2 separate regions of the Mus musculus genome follow, and region 1 is linked to region 2. A link is a contact called in public HiChIP or PLAC-seq data. All regions are on one chromosome and are shown on one strand. Each heading gives the region's core, a stretch centred on a gene start, on an enhancer-like site or on the middle of the called end of the contact. The rest is flanking DNA. Distances are from core to core; before and after follow the strand shown.

The links. HiChIP or PLAC-seq counts read pairs in DNA pulled down with a chosen protein or histone mark.
Region 1: an HNF4G HiChIP or PLAC-seq map of pancreatic cancer cells shows a contact between it and region 2. The contact joins the promoter of Onecut3 here to the promoter of Dazap1 in region 2. A contact is called at or near these places in 1 of 15 datasets of contacts at CTCF or cohesin (the NIH/3T3 cell line) and 1 of 115 datasets of contacts at active chromatin or transcription factors (pancreatic cancer cells).

The regions. Positions count from the first base shown.
Region 1 is chr10:80,493,402-80,499,353 of GRCm38.p6, reverse strand. Onecut3 (one cut domain, family member 3) reads right to left here and starts at 4,448. Exons shown (of 2, transcript NM_139226.3): 1 at 3,164-4,448. The coding sequence starts at 4,346.
Region 2 is chr10:80,261,243-80,267,177 of GRCm38.p6, reverse strand. It overlaps Dazap1 (DAZ associated protein 1), which reads right to left and starts at 2,164. Exons shown (of 12, transcript NM_133188.3): 1 at 2,000-2,164. The coding sequence starts at 2,028.

The DNA.
Region 1 (5,952 bases), core at 3,199-5,698, 230 kb before region 2:
TTTTTTTTTTTTTTTAGTACAGAGTTGCAATTTAAACAATATTTGAAGCCGGCCGAAGCTATCGACCTGGGCGCACGGTGATGAATCACAGACGGTAATTCGAATTCATCGACCGCCCCACCCGCCAGGAGCCACCCCTCCCCCAGCTCCGCTCCCATAATCACAGTTTGTGACTGTCACTGGGGTGTGTGGTGGTGGTGATGGTGGGGCACACAGCTCAGAGAGGAGATTCTGGGGTGGTGTGGGAGCAGATGCAAATATGTCCCCCCTGGTGGGAAAAGTGCCTGGGAAAGCTGGGGTCTTCAGTGACTACTCCCTACACACACAATGCATGTTTTACATTTAGGGAAACTGAGGCAGGCGGGGGACAACACACACTGGGGTAGGGCTGGGACTCTGCCGCTCTTTGCTGTGTTTCTTGGGCACAACAAAGAAAGGACTTACTCTCAGGGGTCCTCAAAGGAAGGCTGTGTTTTACTGGGACTCAGGGACCAGGAGGGGCCAGCCTGACCTCAGCCCCCTTCTGGCTTCTCCCTAGCCCACCTCCTTTCTTTGTGTTCAGCCTTTCTTTTTGCTTCTTTCTGCTCTGGTTTCTTTCCCTCTCTCTGTCCCTCCACCCTCCCCTTTCCCTCCTGTCTCTCCAACTCACATCTCTCTCTCCCACACCATTTCTCTCTCTCTCTCCCGCCCCCCCAAACACCCCCGTCTGTTTGTCTGTCTGTTTTTCATCTCCCTACCTTCTCCCTTTCTCTCACTGGTTTTGTCTTGTAGGAAGGACATTCTAGGGTTGGTGGCACTGGGGACAATGTTTTCCCAGTAAGTCTGTGACTTGCTTGGGTGGACAGTTTCCCTCCTGGGTTCATAGAAGCCAAGGTCCAATTTTGTCCCCAGTGGGTCGGGGATAAGGGAGTGAGGGACAGTGCTCGGCTCCAGGTTTGGCACCTTCAGCTGTCACCAAGACACAGGATGTTGAAGAGTCTCGCCTGGCCGCCCCAGCACCCTCTAAATGTCACAATTTACCGCCACTTAACTGCTTTTCATTTGTGCGGGGACCAGAACTAAAGGCCTGGCTCGAGCCTAATGACCCCGGCTGCCACTTCTGACTCCAGCGGAGTCTGAAGATGAAGACAGAGAAGGGACCTGGAGCGCTGGGTCACAGCGTGACAGCCTCGGCTCCAAGGCTGATCTGGAACAGGCCAGGTATCTCATTTTTTACCCGACTCTGTGCTCCCCTGAGGTGGCCACACTTTTAGAAGTGACACAGTCATCCTGTAACAGTCTTAGGGAGAGATGCTGGTCACCAGAGCTTTGAGAGACAAGAAGCCAGTCTGACCGTGGCTCCCTTTGGAATGGCTAACCTCTTGCTTCAAGTGGGACACGGAGGGCTGATGGCCTTACAGAATCTGGGACCCTGGGCCCATGTGTTGTCCAGCAGTTCTGTGGTGTGTCCGCCTTTTGTGTCCACAGGAGAGCAATTGGAACGTCACTCGTGCAGGTGACAGGCGAGTGGCATGGATTTGGGGTACACAATGGTTGTATGTCCAGGAGGGGAGGTCTTGGTCTTAGAATCCACAGAGCACCAGATCACCTGGAGACAGTGGATCGGGGGCACACTACCCGAGGAGAACCATGGACAAGACAGGACAGGACAGGATAGGGGCTGTGTTCTGGGGCAGGTGTCCTTGTGTCCCTCACTAGCAACAGGGCTCTTCAGATAAACCTGTGTGTGTGTTTATCCTAATGTCTTCCAGTGCCACCTGCCCACCCCCCAGGAATGCATGGCCCCAAAAGCCCAAAGACAGGGCGCATCTCATCACTGAGTTATCCCACTAAAGACTCCAGAGGAAGGGGAAACTAAAGTGGGTCTGTGTGTGTGCCAGCCTGCACAGTGGGCTTAGAATCCACAGATAGAGCAAGTAGCACAGGCTCCAACCAAACCCACGTCTATCTACCCCCCCGCTACGCCCAGGGGCCCCTGCTTCTCTGCACCCCACACAGGCTTGTAGTGTGGTCTGAGGGGTACAGTCAACCCAGTTCTCAGCTCCTGCCTTAGGGGCGCCTCTCTTGAGTCCCGGCTGCCCCGCCCCTCTCTGTGTTTGTATGCAGAGGGATCGATGAGGCTCTGGAAACCGCTATTGTCCCTGGAACGGGGTGCACAGCCCCCTCCCCACTACGCCATAGAAAAAACGCTCTGCCCAGACCACCGGCCTCCTGACACCCCTTCCCAATCACGGAGGATGTAGGGTCTATGGCACACCCCCACATTCCTCGCTGGGGTGGGAGGGGACAGGTTAGACCAAAGGAGGAGACAACGGGTCCCCCAGGGGCTGGCTCGCATGCTTCTGTGTGTGGGAGAGACTCAGGCAAGGCGCAAGAGAAGAAAAGAATAAAGAGAGACTGGACTGGGTACCGAAGAGGCAGCTCGAAGAGAGGGACAGCAATTTGTCCCCGTGGAGAGAAGTAGAAAGGGGGGACAGGAAAACAGGAGGGAGTGAGGCCCTGGGAGCCACGGGGGGGGGGGGGTGTGAAGGCCTCTGGTGGATGCCACTGAGCCCAGGGTCCCAAGGGCTGCCCCTCCCCCAATCTCAAATGACCTTTGCCAACGGCCAGAGGGGGGAGGGATGGGGGACTAGCGGATCGATCGTCGGCAGAGGCTGAGCTGCATAGGAAGAGAGCTCGGTGGTGGTGGTGGTGCTGGGGCTGGGGGCAGAGCGGTGGCCAGGCCTTGGCTGAGTCTAGTCAGCACCTAGAGCTTTGTGACTGGGTGGAGAGAGGGCGCCTTTGGTCCCTCTTGCAGGATGTTTGGGGACGAGGGGAGTGGCACCTCTGATCGCAGGGGATCGTGAACCCAAGGAACGTGCTACAGACGCGCGCATACACGCGCACACACGGAGCCACGCGAGGGCTGTTTTAGTTTAGCACCCTATGTCTACATCAGCCTCAAAGACACTAGACACCCTACACAGTCCCTAAAAGAATAGGGACGGAAACAATAATTGTATTTGCCCTCTTTCTATTAGTGACACTCGGCGATGCAGACCCCGGGTCAGCCTCAGAGGCTACAGTTTCCCCCCTCTAGGCTGGCAGGACGCACTAGCCAAGGTCCTTCATCCTGTGCCAACCATGTCCCCCAGGATCGAGCCTCAGGGGCCCTTGTCCCTACCTGCCAGGCGCAGCGCCGACATGCGCTGGAACTCCGGCTCCTGCAGCCACTTCCACATCCTGCGGAAGGTCTCGCGGCCGGATTTGAGCTTGCTCCAGGGCTTCGGGTTGCGCAGCAGGTCGGAGAGCGTGCCCTGCGAGCGGCACAGGATGCGCTGCGCGAAGATGGCCTGCGGGATGCTGTAGCGCTTCAGCTCGGCGGTGATGCGCTGGGCCACCTCTTTGGTGTTGATCTCTTCGGCTGCAGCGCCGGCTCCCGGGCCGCCGCTGCCGCCGCCAGCGCCACCGCCCCCTCCGGGGCCACCGCCGCCTGAGTGAGGCCCGTGCGCCCCGGCCGCAGCCAGCCCGCCCAGCGGAGCCAGCAAACCCGCGGCCGCCCCGCCGGCCGCCCCGCCGCCTCCCGCGCCGCCGCCGCCTCCAGGCAGCCCTCGGGCCAGCGCGTCCTCTGCGCGCCCCAGAAGCGCCGCGTGTGGCTCGAAGGCGGCAGGTGGCAGTAGTTTGTCCCCGGCCAGGTGGCCCGGAGCCCCGTAAGCGGCGAGCGGTGGCGGCGGCGGCGGCTGCGGGGCGCTGTGCAGAGCGGGGGGCAGCGCGCTGGGCAGCGGCGACAGTGGCGACCCCATGGTGGGCAGCTCCTTGCCATAAGGCCCGTAGAGGTGGCCCACCGAGGCCAGCGCCGCCCGCTCGTCGCGCATGAGGGTGAAGCTGCCGCTCACGCTGGCCGCCAGGCGCTGCGGAGGGGGCGGTGGCGGCGCGGTGGCCGGGTGAGGGTGAGCGTGTGGATGGCCTCCGTGCGCCCCAGCCACCGCGTGCTGGTGGAACTTATCGGCCACGGCGGCCAGCGGCGGCAGGTGCTGCAAGGGCGTGAGCGTGGTGTAGGTGCCACCCAAACCTGGGGCCTCGCACGCCATACCCATGGCCGGGTGCAGGGGGCCAGCCAGCTCCCCACGGAAGTCAGGGCCACCACCCGCGGCCCCTGCAGCCCCCGCGCCCCCGGCGCCCCCGCCCCCGGCGCCACCACCGTCCAGCAGGCTAGCCATGCCGGCCACCAGGCCTGGGCGCCCCGATGCCACTAGGCTTCGGTGTTGGGCCGCGGCGGAGCGCGCGTGGCCCGGGCTCAGCAGCTCGCCGGCTTGCGCGTGTGTCACCCCGTGCAGCCCCCCGAGGCTCTCCAAGCTCAACTCCATCCTGGGTGTCCTCTTCGTGTGTGCTCAAGGCCGCAGCATGGTCCCCACGCACTGGCCGACGCTCCTGGTGGCGGCGGCTGCTACTGTCCCGCTTGTTCAGTGCTCTCGCTCGGCTTCGGCTGCTGCGAGCAGCGGCCACCAGGATGTGGCGGGGCGGCCGCCGCCGGCGCCCCGGCCCGGGTCTGACGTCAGCGCCCCCGCCCATCGCTCCGCCTGCACCCGCCAAACCCCTTGGAGCACCAGGCTGGCTTCTTGGGTCTCCCCATTCTCCTTGCCCTGAGAAGAACCTGAGGGATTGGGGTGGGGGACCGCTAGTCCTGGCTCTGTGTGAGTGTGAGTGAGTGTGTGTGTGTGTTCTCATATCAGCGTCTTTGATTCTCTGTCCTGTACATTCCCCCTTCTGCCCCTACCCGCCCCCAGTTCCTGAAGTGTGGCTACAAACGCCCCCCAACTCTGTTGACACTCTCAGAAAGATGGGCTGTTTTCCCCGTATGCACACAAAGATTTCAAAACCTCTTTTGGGATGAAGTGGGGCTATTAGTAGGTCCCCAGAACAATCACACATTGGCCTCAAGCACAAGGAAAAGCAGGCATTTGGGCATTTGGGCCTCTGTTTCTTCAATTGTGCAATGTAATTGCCCTGCAGAAATCTTTCTTAACAGGGACTTTAGTGGTTTTTAGGCCCAGGATTGGGAAGACAGAGGCAGGTGGATCGTTAATTTGGAGGCTAGCCTGGTCTATGTAGCAAGTTCCAGTCAGGCAAGGGCTTTATAGTGAGTCTTTGCATCAAAGCAAACATAAATTCCTCCAAGGTCCGGTGTAGTGGCACATGCCTTTAATCTCGGCACTTGGGAGGCAGAGGCAGGTGGATTTCTGAGTTCAAGGTCAGCCTGGTCTACAGAACTGGATTCAAGGACAGTCAGGGCTACACATGGAAAAGATGACAGAGAGGGGGGGAAGAGAGAGGGGAAAATTCCTCCTAAGTCCCGTGTAATTGGCTACTTCCTGTCCCCAATATCTCTGGGGTCTAAGGATGTCTTGTCTGAGACTGGTCATCTCTAGACCAGCTTGGGTTTGGGGTTTTTTTTTTTTTTTCAGACTGAGATAGCTAGCCTAGGATCTCTCTCTCTCTCTCTCTCTCTCTCTCTCTCTCTCTCTCTCTCTCTCTCTCTCTCTCTCCCTTTCCCACCTGCAGACAGTGAAGGGGGACAGAAGGGGTACATGGATGGCACCCTACAGGCACAAAGCACCTGGGAACAAGACCCCTTGGGTTTGTGGAGAAGAGATTACCGATTACCAGGGTGGCCATGCCAGACTCTGGGGGGACCTTGTGTTAGGAGGGTGTCTTCACTCAGCCTCAGCCCCTGCCTCCCTTGCCCTGCTCACTGCCAGGGAGGGTTATTGGCATTTGTTCTGGAGCTTGAGTCACCCATGGGCTCTGACGCTCACTCAAGGGATGCCCCCACCAATGGCTTGGGCTATCAGGCTGGAAACAAAGCAAACCAAGAATCTGATGTCCACAGTGCACTGGCTGTGTGACAGGCGTGGTGGTCCATGCCCGGGGCTGCACAGATCCTTTTCTGTTCCTCATTTTCCCCTTTCATGC
Region 2 (5,935 bases), core at 915-3,414:
ACCCTGGCTTGTTGAGCAGTTTTAGGGGTGGGGGCTCTTCCTGGCTTCTGGGTTCCTCTTTCCGGCTTCCCAGACCCCTTGTGGTCTCCCTAACCCACTGAAGCATCCTTTTGGGGAGTCTCTCTGGCCTTAAGGTCCCCTTTGGGGCCTCCCTATACTTTAGTCTTTGGTCATCACTGGTGTCTCCCAAGCTCATGGAGCTGTCTCTTGATTCCTCTATGACCCCCGGAGCTGAGTCTCCCCAGCCTCTCATTTACCTTATGAACAAGCAACAACCAAAATAATTTTTTAAAAAAATCTCAAAAAAATAAAAAATAAAAAAATAAACCAAACACAAACAAATGAGTTCTCTTGGACCCTGCACCTTCTAGGCCTCACTGGCTCAGGGTCTCCAATTATCTTTTAGAGTATTCCTGAGTCCTGCGCCTCCTCCTGGTATTCTCCCAGCCCCCTGAATTAGCCTTTCAGGCCTCTCTAGCTCCTTAACTATCCTTTGGGGTTCCCCCAAATCTCCACTGGGCTCTTCTCGACTCTGTAACTCCTGTTGGAGGTCCCCCTAGCCTTCTGAACTACCCCGTATGGTCTCCCTACCCTATTTCCTTAACCACAATTATGGCTTATGGTCTCCCACAGAGCTAAGGGTCTCTCTTGGAATTCCCTCAGCCCTCTGAACTATCCTTTAGTATCTCCCGACCTCACAGCTCAACCTCAGGGGTCCCCTATACCTTAATATAGCCTTTGGGAGGGTCCTTCAAACCCTTATTCTATAGGGCCTTCCCAACCACCTTATCCACATAACCCTCCAGCTCTCTTTTGGAGTCCTCTTCCTTCTCCTTCTCCTTCTTCTTCTTTTTTTGTTTTTCGAGACAGGGTTTCTCTGTGTAGCCCTGGCTGTCCTGGAACTCACTTTGTAGACCAGACTGGCCTCGAACTCAGAAATCCACCTGCCTCTGCTTCCCAAGTGCTGGGATTAAAGGCGTGCGCCATCACCGCCCAGCTCTGGGGTCCTCTTCTAACTCCTGTGAAGGACTCAGCACCTTGAGTTATCTTTTGGGGTCTCCCGACACCAACTTTTCAGTGTTCCCAAATTCCTTTAATTTTATCAGAGGGGGGCGTCTCCCCGACACCCAGGCTCTACTTAGGGTCCCTCTAACATCTGAACTATCCTTTAGTGTCCCTCAGTCTCCTGATTTGATGGTCACCTTAATTCCTGAAATCTGGAGAATCCCACAACCTCCAAAATTATCATTTGAAGACTCCTTGACCCCAAACTCCACTTAGGAAGCTCCAACATCCTGATCTGTTCTTTGTGATCTCCTCATCCCTGCGCTTTTACTAGATAACCCCAGCACCCTAATCTTTCGGGGTACCTCTCAGATCCCCGCGTTATCCCATGCGGTCTCTCTGAGTTGTAATCTATACTTTGGGGTTCCTCGGCACCCATAACCTAATTTATTTGACCTATGTATTCTTTAGGGTGTCTCAGCATCCTTAATCTATTTTACAGGGTTTCCATTACCTGTGATCTAGCTTTTAGAATTCAACTCCCCAGAGCAACTCTATGGGGTCTCTCTGCTCTATAATCTATTCTTTGGAGATCCCTCAGTTTCACCATTCTAATACTTAGGGTTCACAAGGACCCTGGTCCATTTTTGTAATCTCCCTGGTACTTAGAATCTATGAGAGATCTCTCAGCACCCCTAATTATCCTACATTACCTTCCTGACTTCAAGGATCCACTTAAGGGTCTTCAACACCCTGATTTATCATTTCAGGGTCTCTCAGTCCGGTGAGTTATCCTATGGGATGCCCCTGACCCGTGAACCTTCATTTAGGGTTTCTCTGGCTCGTGAGTTATCACCTTGGGTCCCTTCAGTTACCCATGGGCTGCCTTTGGGGCGACCCCCCAGCACCCCGGCTCTCCTCTAAAGTCCCGGCCCGGCCGGTCCGGCACCCCGGCCTCCCTCGCTCTGGGCCTGGCCCGGCTCCACAGCCTCACCCGATTTCGTCGGCGCCCGCGCTGTTCATGGCGCCCCGTCCCGGCCCGCTGCGCCCCGCTCCTCCGGAAGGTCACCGCTCGTCCCTCCCCGCAGCCGCGGCCCGGATCTGCGCAACGGCGGCGGCGCTGAGCCTCCTCCCTCCGCGCCAACGGTCGCTGCGCGTCCCCGCGCCTCCGCGCCTCCGCCCTGCGCACGCCCGGGCGCGCTCCCGCACGGGGCCTCCGGGGGCGGGGCCAGGGGCGCGCCGCGCGTGCGTGCCCGCTTGCGAGAGGGACGCAGAGCTCTGCGCCTGCGCAACACGGACAACCGAGACATGCGTTTCCGCCCTGTCGAATCTAATCCTTCTGGGAAATGCAGTCCTCTGCATTATCTGGCCTTCAGAAGGCGCGCGGAGGGAGACAGCCACGTGCGTGCGTACGCGTGCATGCGGCGCCGGGCGTTCATGGCGCGCGCAGGCGCAGACGCGGGTTCCCCTTTATCCACTCGCGAATCTTGGTCTTGCGTGGGGGCTTGCGAGGGGAAAAAGTCTAAGATGCCCCTCAGAGGCCGGTGCATAAAGCAGGCTGCACGTTCATGCTCTGAACTGTGTCACCTCCCGCTCTTCCTTTTTCGCAGATGATACACTGGGTCACAAAGGCTGACTCACCTGTCCAAGGTCATTCAGTTAAGGCTCGATTGGGTTCAAAGTAAAAATTAACCAAGTTCAATAGTTACTAAGAAAAAGTAAAAACAAAAAAACATTGTCCCTAGTACCACTAACATGGACAGCCACACTCTTACTACTATCTATTGTCTGCAGCTGACTTCTCACTTGGATAATCTGCCTTTCCTCTCATAACCAGTTCCCTGTCTCAAAAAGGTATATAAAGCTGGGCAGTGGTGGCGCACACCTTTAAACCCAGCATTTGGGAGGCAGAGGCAGGTGGATTTCTGAGTTCAAGGCCAGCCTGGTCTACAGAGTGAGTCCCAGGACAGGCAGGGCTACACAGAGAAACCCTGTCTCGAGAAAACAAAACAAACAATAATAATAATAATAATAATAATAATAATAACAACAACAACAACAACAACAACAACATAATAAGTAAGTGAATAAAACGATGTAATGGCTCAGTTTGTTGAGCATCTTTCTAGGCTAAAGAGCTGGGTTCCATCCCCAGACTACTTAAAACAGTCATGGCAGTGCAAACCTGTCATCCCAGCGCTCAGGTTGGAGAGGAAGACTGGGAATTCAAGGTCAGCCTCCCTTGGTCAGCTATATAGTGAACTAGAAGCCAGCTGAGGTACACAAGACTTTCTCAAACAAAAACCAAAACATACATACAAGCAAACAAACAAAGCCTGAAGCAGGGCAGTATTGGTGCACACTTTTAAACCCAGCACTTGGGAGGCAGAGACAGGCTGATCTCTGTGAATTAAGTACAGCTAATATACAGAGTGAGTTCCAGGACAGCCAGGACTACACAGAGAAACCCTGTCTAAAAGGAGAAGGAGAAGGAGAAGAAGAAAAAGAAGAGAAGGAGGAGGAGGAAAAGGAGGAGGAGAAGGAGGAGGAGAAGAAGGAGGAGGAGAAGAAGAAGAAGAAGAAGAAGAAGAAGAAGAAGAAGAAGAAGAAGAAGAAGAAGAAGAAGAAGAAGAAGACGACGACTTTGAATTTGAGAGTGACCTGGGTCCTAGTCTCTATGTCAGTAGAACATAATATAATAACAGCAAAGTATAACAAGCAACAATTCATTTCTGTGCTGGGTATAACAGCTCAGATTATAAAAAACAGTCCAAAGCTTTTGTTTGGAGACAGAGTCTTCCTATGTAGCCCCAATTGTCCTGGAACTCATAGAGATCTTGCTGTCGCTGACTCTGGAGTGCTGAGATGACAAAGCTACCCATTTTCTGCTTTAATTAGACCACATGAGATCATCAGAAGGCCACTCAGAGGAGTGGCGCAGTGGACCTAGAATTCAGTGGGGGAAGTGCTCTCCTGGCAGGCACAATGCCCAAGACCCTTCATGAGCTGCAGAAACCGGGCATAGCAGTACACATTGTTGATCCTGGCACTGGAGAGGTGGAGGAGGCAGGATCTGGAATTCGAGGTCATCCTTAGCTGTGTGAGAGTTTGAAGCTATCTTGGGCTACATGAGAACCTGTTTCTTCCAGAAGACCAAAGTTTGATTGTCAGGACCCAAGTGGGAAATCACAATGCCAGTGACTGCGCCTCAGGTGGTGCACAGGGATGAGACACCAAGTACATTAAAAAATAAAAAACAGCGGGGCGTGGTGGCGCAGGCCTTTAATCCCAGCACTCGGGAGGCAGAGGCAGGTGGGTTTCTGAGTTTGAGGCCAGCCTGGTCTACAAAGTGAGCTCCAGGACAGCCAGAGCTATAAAGAGAAACCCTGTCTCGACAAACCAAAAAATAAAATAAATAAAAAAACAAACCAAAACTCCCAAAAGTGCTAACTGTTGCGGTTCTAAATTGGAGCCCTGGTCTCCACTCCTGTTTTTAGCAGTTTTCCCCACCTGTAAAATGAGGGCACCAACAGTTATTGCTGTAACATCTTCTAAGGATTAAGAGTGTCACTGCTTTTCCAGCAGTTCTTAGAAAAATCATCAGATCGCTACACCTAACATGTCCAAGTGACCCAGTAGTAAGCTAGAGCTGCTGAATGACAGGTATGGATTAGAGCAGCTGAGAGAGGGCCGGCTTCTTGGACCTCACCAGGCCAATGAATGTCTAAACTTGAGGCATTCAGCCAGGCATGGTGGCATACGCCTTTAAATCCCAGCAGTTCAGAGGTAGAATCAGGCAGAAATCTGTGAGTTCGCGGCCAACTTGTTCTCAATAGCAAGCTCCAGGCCAGTCAGGAGCTCCTGTCTCTAAATAAACGGATAAATAGAAATAAAAAAATCAACTTGGGCCGGGCCTGGTGGCGCACGCCTTTAATCCCGGCACTGGGGAGGCAGAGGCAGGTGGAGTTCTGAGTTCGAGGCCAGCCTGGTCTACAGCGTGAGTTCCAGGACAGCCAGGGCTACACAGAGAAACCCTATCTCGAAAAACCTAAAAAAAAAAAAAAAAAAGAATCAACTTAGAGGAGCATCGTGGACGACACGCTGAGATCAGGAAGTTTCACAGCCTCTTCAAACAGTAAATCCAGTACCCTTGCGAGCCAGCCAGGCAAATGCAGAAAGTCAAGCCTCATTCCAAATGTGGTGCCAGGGAGCTTGCCCCGCCCCTCCAGAAGCCACAACAGTGCACGTGCCAGCATATGGTACTCTCCATGGCACTGGGACCACTGGTAGTCTCTAAACGTCCCTCCTTGCACCGCAGGCACTTCACCCCTCATGGCTCCAACTTCCTGCCTAGATAACTTGGCCCCGCCCAGGTCCGCAGGCTCCGCCCCATTCATAGTAAAAGGATGGACTCAGCTGGACTCCACAATTACCCTATCCTCAGGCCCCGCCTCCTTGGCGCCAGCCTCAGCTCTAGCGGAAAGCTAGGCCCCGGATCCTGTTTTGCCTCTACCAGGCTGGGCCCCACCCGTGAAAGAAGACTAGGCTTCGCCAGTAGCAGAACGCTTGGATTTCATCCTATCCCATAAACACCTACCCCATGGCTCTGTCCTCATCCGTAGCAGAAGGCTGGACACCACGGTCTCAGCCGGCTGGCCCCGTTCCTTAGTTTCGTCTCTCATACTTAGCAGAATGGTGACCCCACCCCATTGCTCCGGCCCCGCCCCTAGCAGAAGGCTGGACTCTGTCCTACCATACAGGCTCCATCCTGTATGGCTCCTGCCTGCATTCCTCATAGAAGTCTGGATTCTGTCCCAACCCACAGCTCTGGCCCCATCCATAGCAAAAGATTGGACTCCTCCCCAGCCCACCAGTGCAGGACCTATCCCATTCCGTAGATCCGCCCCTCAGAACTTTACTTTGGGCTCCA